3 separate regions of the Mus musculus genome follow, and all the other regions are linked to region 2. The links are chromatin contacts, called in public HiChIP or PLAC-seq and promoter capture Hi-C maps. All regions are on one chromosome and are shown on one strand. The core of a region is the stretch at or near the end of the contact, and the rest is flanking DNA. Distances in the headings are between cores, read along the strand shown. Region 1 overlaps Cers6 (ceramide synthase 6). Region 2 holds the start of Nostrin (nitric oxide synthase trafficker). Region 3 holds the start of Dhrs9 (dehydrogenase/reductase (SDR family) member 9).

The links. Promoter capture Hi-C pulls out the DNA fragments that hold promoters and counts their contacts. HiChIP or PLAC-seq counts read pairs in DNA pulled down with a chosen protein or histone mark.
Region 1: a contact with region 2 is called in a promoter capture Hi-C map of liver. The contact joins the enhancer-like site here to the promoter of Nostrin in region 2. A contact is called at or near these places in 4 of 39 promoter capture datasets (liver, maxillary cranial neural crest and pre-B cells), 2 of 484 Hi-C or Micro-C datasets (both in liver) and 1 of 115 datasets of contacts at active chromatin or transcription factors (microglia).
Region 3: an HNF4G HiChIP or PLAC-seq map of pancreatic cancer cells shows a contact between it and region 2. The contact joins the promoter of Dhrs9 here to the promoter of Nostrin in region 2. A contact is called at or near these places in 4 of 39 promoter capture datasets (embryonic stem cells, hippocampal neurons and stem cell-derived epiblast-like cells), 1 of 484 Hi-C or Micro-C datasets (bone marrow-derived macrophages), 1 of 115 datasets of contacts at active chromatin or transcription factors (pancreatic cancer cells) and 1 of 9 other capture datasets (embryonic stem cells).

What each region holds. Positions count from the first base shown.
Region 1 is chr2:68,899,476-68,902,175 of GRCm38.p6, reverse strand. The region is part of intron 1 of Cers6 (ceramide synthase 6); the gene reads right to left. Among named protein-coding and RNA genes, the nearest start is that of Cers6, 39 kb to the right of the region's middle. Within about 2 kb of position 1,310, at least 46 of the 459 cell types and tissues checked have an H3K27ac peak or open chromatin away from gene starts, as enhancers often do. A contact at or near this core is called in liver, where this site is marked.
Region 2 is chr2:69,134,502-69,137,201 of GRCm38.p6, reverse strand. It overlaps Nostrin (nitric oxide synthase trafficker), which reads right to left and starts at 1,402. Exons shown (of 16, transcript NM_181547.3): 1 at 1,286-1,402. The coding sequence starts at 1,312.
Region 3 is chr2:69,379,052-69,381,751 of GRCm38.p6, reverse strand. It overlaps Dhrs9 (dehydrogenase/reductase (SDR family) member 9), which reads right to left and starts at 1,290. Exons shown (of 5, transcript NM_175512.2): 1 at 1,121-1,290. Gm36393 (a long non-coding RNA gene) reads left to right here. Exons shown (of 6, transcript XR_003953850.1): 5 at 1-1,300.

The DNA of each region.
Region 1 (2,700 bases), core at 61-2,560, 230 kb after region 2:
TGCTATTGCTGGGATAAACACCATGACCAAAACCAGTTGGGGAGGCAAAGTTGACTTGCCTTGCAGGATTCAGTCTATCTCTAGGGAAACCAAGGCAGGAACACAAGGCAAGAACCTGAAGGCAGGAACTGACAATGGAGGAATGACTACTGTTTACTGGCATGATCATCTACATTTCCCATGAAGCCCAGGCTCACCTCCTCGTGGAAAGCACTACCCAGAGTAAGCTGGGGCCTCGCACATCAATCAACCAAGAAAACATCCCACAGACAAGCCCACAGGCCTGTGGTGAAACTATTTAAGAATATATAACTGTGTGGTGGAAGAGATAGCTTAAGAGGTAAGAGTGTTTCCTACTCTTATAGAATGAATATCTCTGGGTTCAGTTCTCAGCACCCCCATCAGGTGTTTTACCTGTTTTGCCTATTCCAGAAGATTCAACACCCCCTGGCCTCTTCAGACATGGTATGTGGTTCCTATAAACTCAGGCAAACATATATACATATATACATACATAGGAATTTTCTTAATTTTAAAAAAAATTAAAGATTATCTAAATTGTATCCCATAAAGGGAACATTCAGTCAAGCTGGCAGAGTTCATGAAGCCAAAGAAGAATATAGATTTCATGCCTCAAAAAAAAAGAAATACTTTTAACCAAGAGTGAATTAGACTGAACTCTATTAAACCTAGTATGAGTACATAGCAGCAACTGCAATAAAGAAAATGTGGTTTGATGTTTAAATGACCATCTCAAAAGTAAACGCCAAAATCGATCTAAGATTACAGACACAGAAAGTCGCCCAGAGGAGCAAAATGGCCTCTGATCACAAAAACCCTTGATGGAAATCTGATCATAGACCACTGTGGTATCTCAGAAAGGCAGTAACAGTGCCATGGAAACAGGAAGCTTAAAGCAGAGTGCATAATTAAGAGTCAGGATCGCAAGTGTCCACTCAAGCCTTATCTGGACAGAAAGGAAGCTGCCTGGAGAAATGTGGCGGTCTGCACATACAGGAAACCCAGCCTGTTTCTCTCCCTTGTCAATTTTAACTCGGCGCAGTGTTACAAGCCAGGAAGCTCTGATATTTTATCTGGATTTTGCCTCCTCACCTACAAAGGAAAGGCTAATGTGCCTAAAGTTAATGAACTTATTCCAACTCTGAGGTAGACAGGAAAACAATGTTTTCCAAACTCTATCCTCCACTCGTGGAGAAAGGTTTTCCTGTTGGTTCCAGTTCTAAGCTGTCTTCTCTTCCCATAACACAGTAGGAATCTAGCAGGTCGGGGTCCACCACAGAAGGGCGGGTGAGAGGACTAAGCACCTTCCTGCTTAGAGACACAGCTTCCCTGTCAACTGTGTGAGCACAGACAGCAGAGTGACGAGCAGTCCAAGTCAGGCCCTGCTTTCCACATGCTAAATGGAACTGGTTTTGCAGAGGGCTTAGATCTAGAATCAGGAACATCATACCTGAAATTCCCAACAGTTAAGAGAGCTGGAAAAAACTTCAAAGGGAAGAGAGCAAGGCTAAGAGAAGCACCTGAGTTCTAACAGAACGCCAGCCAGCGTAGGAAGAATGGCTACCACGCCAGCGGGAGTTGATTCAGGTGCAATCATCACTGAGGCTGGTGGATTGAGTTTTGATAAGAAGCTGATGCTGGCAGAATTCTCAAAACTCTTCATACAAAATCCAAACTTGTTACAAAAGAGAAGACATTGCAGGTGGTTGTGGGTAAGGTTGTCGTGCAGGCGACCGAGGTTTCACATCCACAATAGTGGACAGGTATGCTATGCATGCATCTTCCAGCTCGGATACAGTGTCTTCAGATGAACACAGCATTCTTTCTGAGTCCTGAAACTGTGTTAACTAAGATGACTCACGAGGAAACATTAGAAAGAACCTTATCTCTGGATAATTAAAGCCCTGTGCTCTTTAAAACTGTCAAGGGTTCCAAAGACAAGGGAAGCTGAGAAACTGTTTTTAATCAAGAGTTCAAAGAGCCATGAGCATTATATGCAATGTATACACCTGGACAGGATCCTGAAACAGAAGGAAAAAAGACCTATTGTTGAGTTTACAATGCCGATATTATGAATTGAATGGCAGTTTGTTTGCTAAGTTTTAGTGCTCTCACTGGTTATGTTGGAGATCATTATTGTTGGGCAAAGTGCACGGTCAAGTGATTCAAGGTAACTGGACAATAGATTTGCAACTTGCTCTCACAAGGCAAAGATAAGGAGTTCAAGATCACAAGCATATGCTACAGAGAGAGCACAGACCATAGTATGAATACAGTAAAATATTAACCATGAGGAAACCCAGAATCTGTCAACTCTATGTCCATTTAGCAACAACTGTAAATTTGAAATTACCTGAAAATTAATTATTGAAAATAACCAATCCATTGGAAAATTATAACTTTGACACTGTGTATAAATGAAGAGAATATATTTATTATGATTTGCATAGACATATTCCCCGCACGGGTCACAGCTGTTCTGTTGGTGGAGGCTATGAACCTTTAAACTATAAATCCTCACTGCTATAGAGCATTAGAGGAAGGTCTTATGGGTTACAATCCACCCCACATTTCTGTCCCTCTGTCTGCCAAGCTGCTCTAGCAATGCCTTCCCCATCTGGAAGGACTGGCTCCTTGAGCTGTGAGCCACATCTCCTCTCCTCAGTCAGGGATTTGATC
Region 2 (2,700 bases), core at 153-2,652:
GGGTGTCACCTGAACCAGGGAAAACATCACCAGAATCCATGTGAGACAGGCGAGGATTTAAAAGTGTAGTAGGGTGCAAATACAAAGAGAAAAGAACAAATTTCTCTAAAAGGTTACCCATAACCACCCAATGCCGAGTAGATTGAGGCTGTGTGCCAAAGTAAGGGGTGAGGTGGGGGTTCACTCAATATTGTCATTCAAGTGTGGTGTTGGAATCTGTGTATTCATTAAGCATATCTTTTTAATGCTTAATGGAACTGGTGCTACGCTATCTTCTTAATCTCTTAGATGTTTGCCTCACTTCAGCCTCAGGATTCTTGAACTAGGTTTGTCCAATAGCAGTTGGAATTCCACCTCTCCTAAGCCCATGGTTTCCTTGCCCTTTGAATAAACAACAAGGAAAGCTGCATCCTCTGCTGATCATGGCTTCCTCACAGATTTCTCCTATTTGCTTTTCCACAGGCTGGTTGGTTGGTTTGTTTCTTTCAATAAAATATATGAACCATGGCTACAATTCCTGGCTTCTGAGGTCACCAAGTTTTTCGCTTTACAGCTTGGGTAAGACATTGAAAATCCTTGATTACTTTGGTTTCGGAACAAATTTCCCTTCCCTTTATTTCCTTTGCATCTTGTCTCCTAGGTCAAATCTCTGCCACTAATAATACATTAGTGACTGTGCTGTGTGTCTTTGGACTTTTGATCAATATTGTATTGGGAGGGGGGCAGGGAAGATCCCAGGACCAGAGCAAGCAGGCTGGCGAACCAGCTACCAGGCTGACACAATGGGAGTCTGTTCTGTGTCCTGAGGGCTTTTGGGATCACAACTCTCAAGCTGTTTGATTAAAAAGCAGGAATGGGTTGAAGGGTGTGGAGGGGAGGCAAATCCTTCCCTGACTCAATCTCTGAGCCCAAATGCATTGCAGACGGTCTGTGAGCTTCCCTGTCTACTCTACACACGATGTTGACTATGTTGGCACCTCATCAAGCAAGCTTTAATATTGCTTCTCAAACAGCCCCGTCTGGATCCAAGTAGGATGCTATAGACTCACCCAAATCTTTCCCCATCAATTTGAGAACTAAAGACGGCTATGACTGTCACATTTTCAAGAGGGCTCTATTTTAAGCTTAACCAAAGAAAAACCGCAGACTTCTGTTCCACAGCCAAAATCTAAACACGCCTGCTTTCTGAATGCCTCCAATTTCTGCAGCTTAGAAACCACTAATCTATAAATTTTCCCCTAGCCTCGTACACACAGGCACACACACACTGCACTGGGCTACTCACCGAACAGTCCGTCAGTGGGTCCCTCATGTTGAAATGCTGTCTGCTTTTTCTTTTACCTACGCTCGATCCAGCATGCTGGACGCTGCAATCAATCAGGTTGGGTGTGTTCTGGACTTCCGGGATTCAAAGGGCTTAGAGTACGTCAGTCCTTGTCAAACACACCAAGGAGGAAGTTCCAGCCCCTGGACTTTCATCCAGTTCATTTCCTGAAAAAGCACAGAACAGCTCTGGGTCAAAAGAGCCAGTGGGAATGGTGAGAAGCAGTCCAGTGAACTTTGAGGCCCTGAGGTGTAGCCTTGAGAGAAGGCTCAGAAGCTGGGTAGAGTTCCCCATGATCTGGATGCCTGGAATGATGGTGGAAATTGCTGGTCCAGTCATGGCTTGTATTTTCTGTGCGTTATGCTGCTCTGACCTTTGGGGTCTAGGCAAGCTAGATAGGTGAAAAGTGACAGTCACAGCTGTCTTTCGTTCTCACGTTGATTGGAGAAGGTGAGTTAAGTACGCAGCATTCCCACCTGGATCTAGGTGGGGCTGTCTGATGGTTTGCCTTGATTGACAACTGGATAGGATCTAGACTCACCTAAGAGGCTCACCTAAGAGCATGTCCGTGAGGGGGGTGTCTAGATTGAGTTAATGGAGGTGGAAAGACCGACCCTAAGTGTAGGCAGCATGATCAGATAAGCTGGGGTCCTGACCGTCAGTAAAAAGGAGAACGTGAGTGGCGGACTAGCATTCCTCTCTCTGGGACCTGTCTGCGGATGCAATAGGACCAGCTGCCCTCAAGCTCCTGCTGCCTTGCATTTCCTGTCATGATACACTGTACTTCAAACTACAGGCCACAATAAACCCTTTCCTTCTGCTTTTATCAGGCAGCTAGTCGCAGCAATGAGGACAATAACGAACACAGTAGGTCAATCCCTGAGGTGATGACAAATTTCCTATAGTCCCGGCTTTGATATGTAAATTAATGGCCCATACCCTCCTGCAATATCAAACCTCTATTTTTTCTGCTCCAAGTCACTCAGAGCTGGTACCAAACAACCTTATGAGACTGTTAACACTAAAGTGTCCAGAAGACTATCAGGAAGCAGACCATTTATGAAACACCTCTCAGGGCTGAACTGAATCCAGCCCTCACTCTCAGCCAAGCAGGACCAAGAGGCTAGGCTATTAATTTAAGCCTAAGATTGGCCTTCTTTTTTCATGGCTCAAAATGATGGGCAGAGCTGGCAATCAGTAACTTATTTTATTGTTGCTTTTAAAAATACCTTTCCCAGTTGTCAGTCCCTAGGTTTCTAATTGCCTATGGATTTATGACAATCATTTACAAGGCTCAGAGTAGCTTTGCTCTGACTTGTGACTTGTCTGAGAATAGGTTTTGTCCCCAAAGCCCCCTCAAATACTTCAGGTCTCAC
Region 3 (2,700 bases), core at 41-2,540, 240 kb before region 2:
TCACTCTTAAATCTATGACCACAAAATACTAACTGCTAGCTGGAAGGGATTTCATGCAGAATGCTATTATAACGTATGGTCCCAAAGGAAGTTTAGAATTGAGTATATGTGTGTATCACTCCAGTGAGCATACTCAAATCTCTCACTGTCTTTTAACCACAGTTAGCTTTGCTCCAGAGGAAAATGTTAGTGTTTTTAAATTATATCCCTTGAGAATATGACATTTGTCACAAGGGTCTTGTCTCTTGCAATGTATGAAGTAACAAGTTTTCCTTGTATAAAGGTTTAGTCTAAAACTTGGACACCATTTTCAAATGTGAAAATATCCAGCACAAAAAATGAAAGAACTTTCCATTCTTACATCATGCCTCATCTAGCCAAGGGTATTTCAGAGCATTTAATATGTGCCAGGTGACACTAAGATATATAAAACCCGGACCCTAGCTTTGGGCCAAGAGTGTCACAAGGCTTTACAGAATTATTGCCCCCACCAGCTGAAACCCTAGTGTGTGCATGAGCATCTGAAATATCAAGTCACTTTATCATAAAATGTGGATTTTTTTTTCTTTCTGACAGCTCAGAACCCTGGGCCAGCATGCTCCTTAGAAATACTTTTCTTCATCCCCAACATTGTTTTTCTTTTCTAGTTTAGTGTTCATCTACATGTGTTTACAGAAACTGATAATACTGGGAAAGTAGGTGGAGAAACAGATTAGTCCGCACTTGGTGGTTATGGGTCCACCCCCAGGCACTCTTTAACATGTCCACAACTCTTGGAAAGCTGAGGTCACCAATTTCTCATTAGTCTTCAAAGCCACAGAAGATGCCAAATAGGAATTGAGTGATGAGGGAGGGAGGGAGGGAGAGAGACAGAGAGGTATTTGGTTGTGACTGCAGGATGCTACAGGATAGTCACAGAGCCCTGTCCTAGGAGAGTTTCAGTCAAGTTCCTGGGCCGCCCAGATCATTTCTGTATGAGATGGACTTTGCTCCCATCCTTCTCAAACTGTTAAAGAAGCACAGTTGACCTCAGCTGAAAGACAACTTGGTTTGTTCTATAGGAACACGGAAAATCAAGGACATGAGTGAAGGGACAAACGATCGGACAGTCATCGGTTACCTCGCTGAAGATGACTCGCAGTGCAGAAGCTGAGGGCGACTTGCTCCGCTGCTGCAGATTGTCACCTTCCTGCTGTGGTCCAGGGGAAGGAAGTGCAGCTCCGTCAAGCTGATCCTCTCAAGGTGCCTGCGGTCTGCGGAGCTCTGAGACCTGCATGTGTGAAGACTTCCACTTCTCTCAGTGAGTCACACCTATTGCAACACCAAGTGGTGACTAAGTCTCTCCTCCGTGGATGGAGGGCGGGGAGATTGTAGGTCACAGGTTTCCAAAGGAATCGTCAGTGCTTTTTATAAATTAAGTGTGGCTAGCTAGAGAAAACTACTCATGCTATCTTGACCAAAGGAGGAGGCTGAAATCAAGTAACTAAGAAGCTTTTTTAAAAAAAAATTATTTTGTATCTTTTGTAAATCTCCTGGTGCAAGGAACTGATCATTTCACTGAAAAACAAACAAACAAACAAACAAACAAACAAACAATTTTTATGAGCAAGAAGATCAACATAATAAATGACCAAATATGGTTTGGGAATGATTTGTGGTTTCTTTTCCTAATTTGTGTTTTAAGGTATGACAAAACATCTAGAAAATGTCTCTGGAAGTGAAAACGAGAAAGGACTGCCCCCTCACCTCCAGCTGGCCTTTTCCAGAGCTGCTTCCAGCAGACCTGGCATTGCTTGGTGCCAGCTGAAGCTGTAAGGGGTGGGGGATGAGATGCCACCCACCTTCCCTGCAGCTTGCCAACTCCCCCCCCCCCCCAGCCTCTCCTACTCATGATAGTACAGGCAAGCCAACAGTGCACTGAAGTTTTACTTCTAATTTCAAGCTGTATTCTTCTGCTTCCACCTCTGCTCTGTTCCTTCTTGAAGAGTAGTTACTATTTCCTCCTCAGAGCAAGCAAATGAAAGAGCCCATCCCTCTACCGGAGTCTAGACAGGGCTACTGCTTTTTAAATTAGGTAGGTGTGGTTCCTAGTTCCTCCACAACGACAAAAGACTAGTTTATCCAGAAAAATATTTGGGGTACCTGATATATGCAAAATATACTTTCCCCCTTTAATAACGCTCAATACAGAGTACAGGCACAAACTTGTGGCCTCAGAGAAAAACCTCATGGATTGAAATCCATATGAAGACAGCTATGGTAATTAATCCTCCTTATAAGCAGGCTATTATTTCTGAGAGGTGGAGAGAGCCTCAGGCACCTGGGTGGTCCTGGAGGACTGAAGGGAAAGGCCAAAGAAAAGGTTACACCTTTTGCAAGCTCTACTCAATAATCTCACTCAGTGCCGCTCTGTTTTTAAAAATTCCCCAAATGGACTTAAAAAAAATGAAATGTCGAGCCTGATTTGCATGCTATGGTTGGGAATTCTTGCCCTCTACTTGGCGTGGTCTCTCAGTACTGTTGATAAAACTGAAAGGTTCAGTGTCTAGGCATGTGGGGTAGAGGTGGGGGTGGGGTTAAAACAACCCCTTCCTCAGCTTGTCAGCTGGGTATTGACAAAGGTGTTCACGAATGGAATCATTTGTTAGCAGCCCTGTCTCCAGGCTGAAATCGCAGCCATGTTCAAAGTTACATACTGAG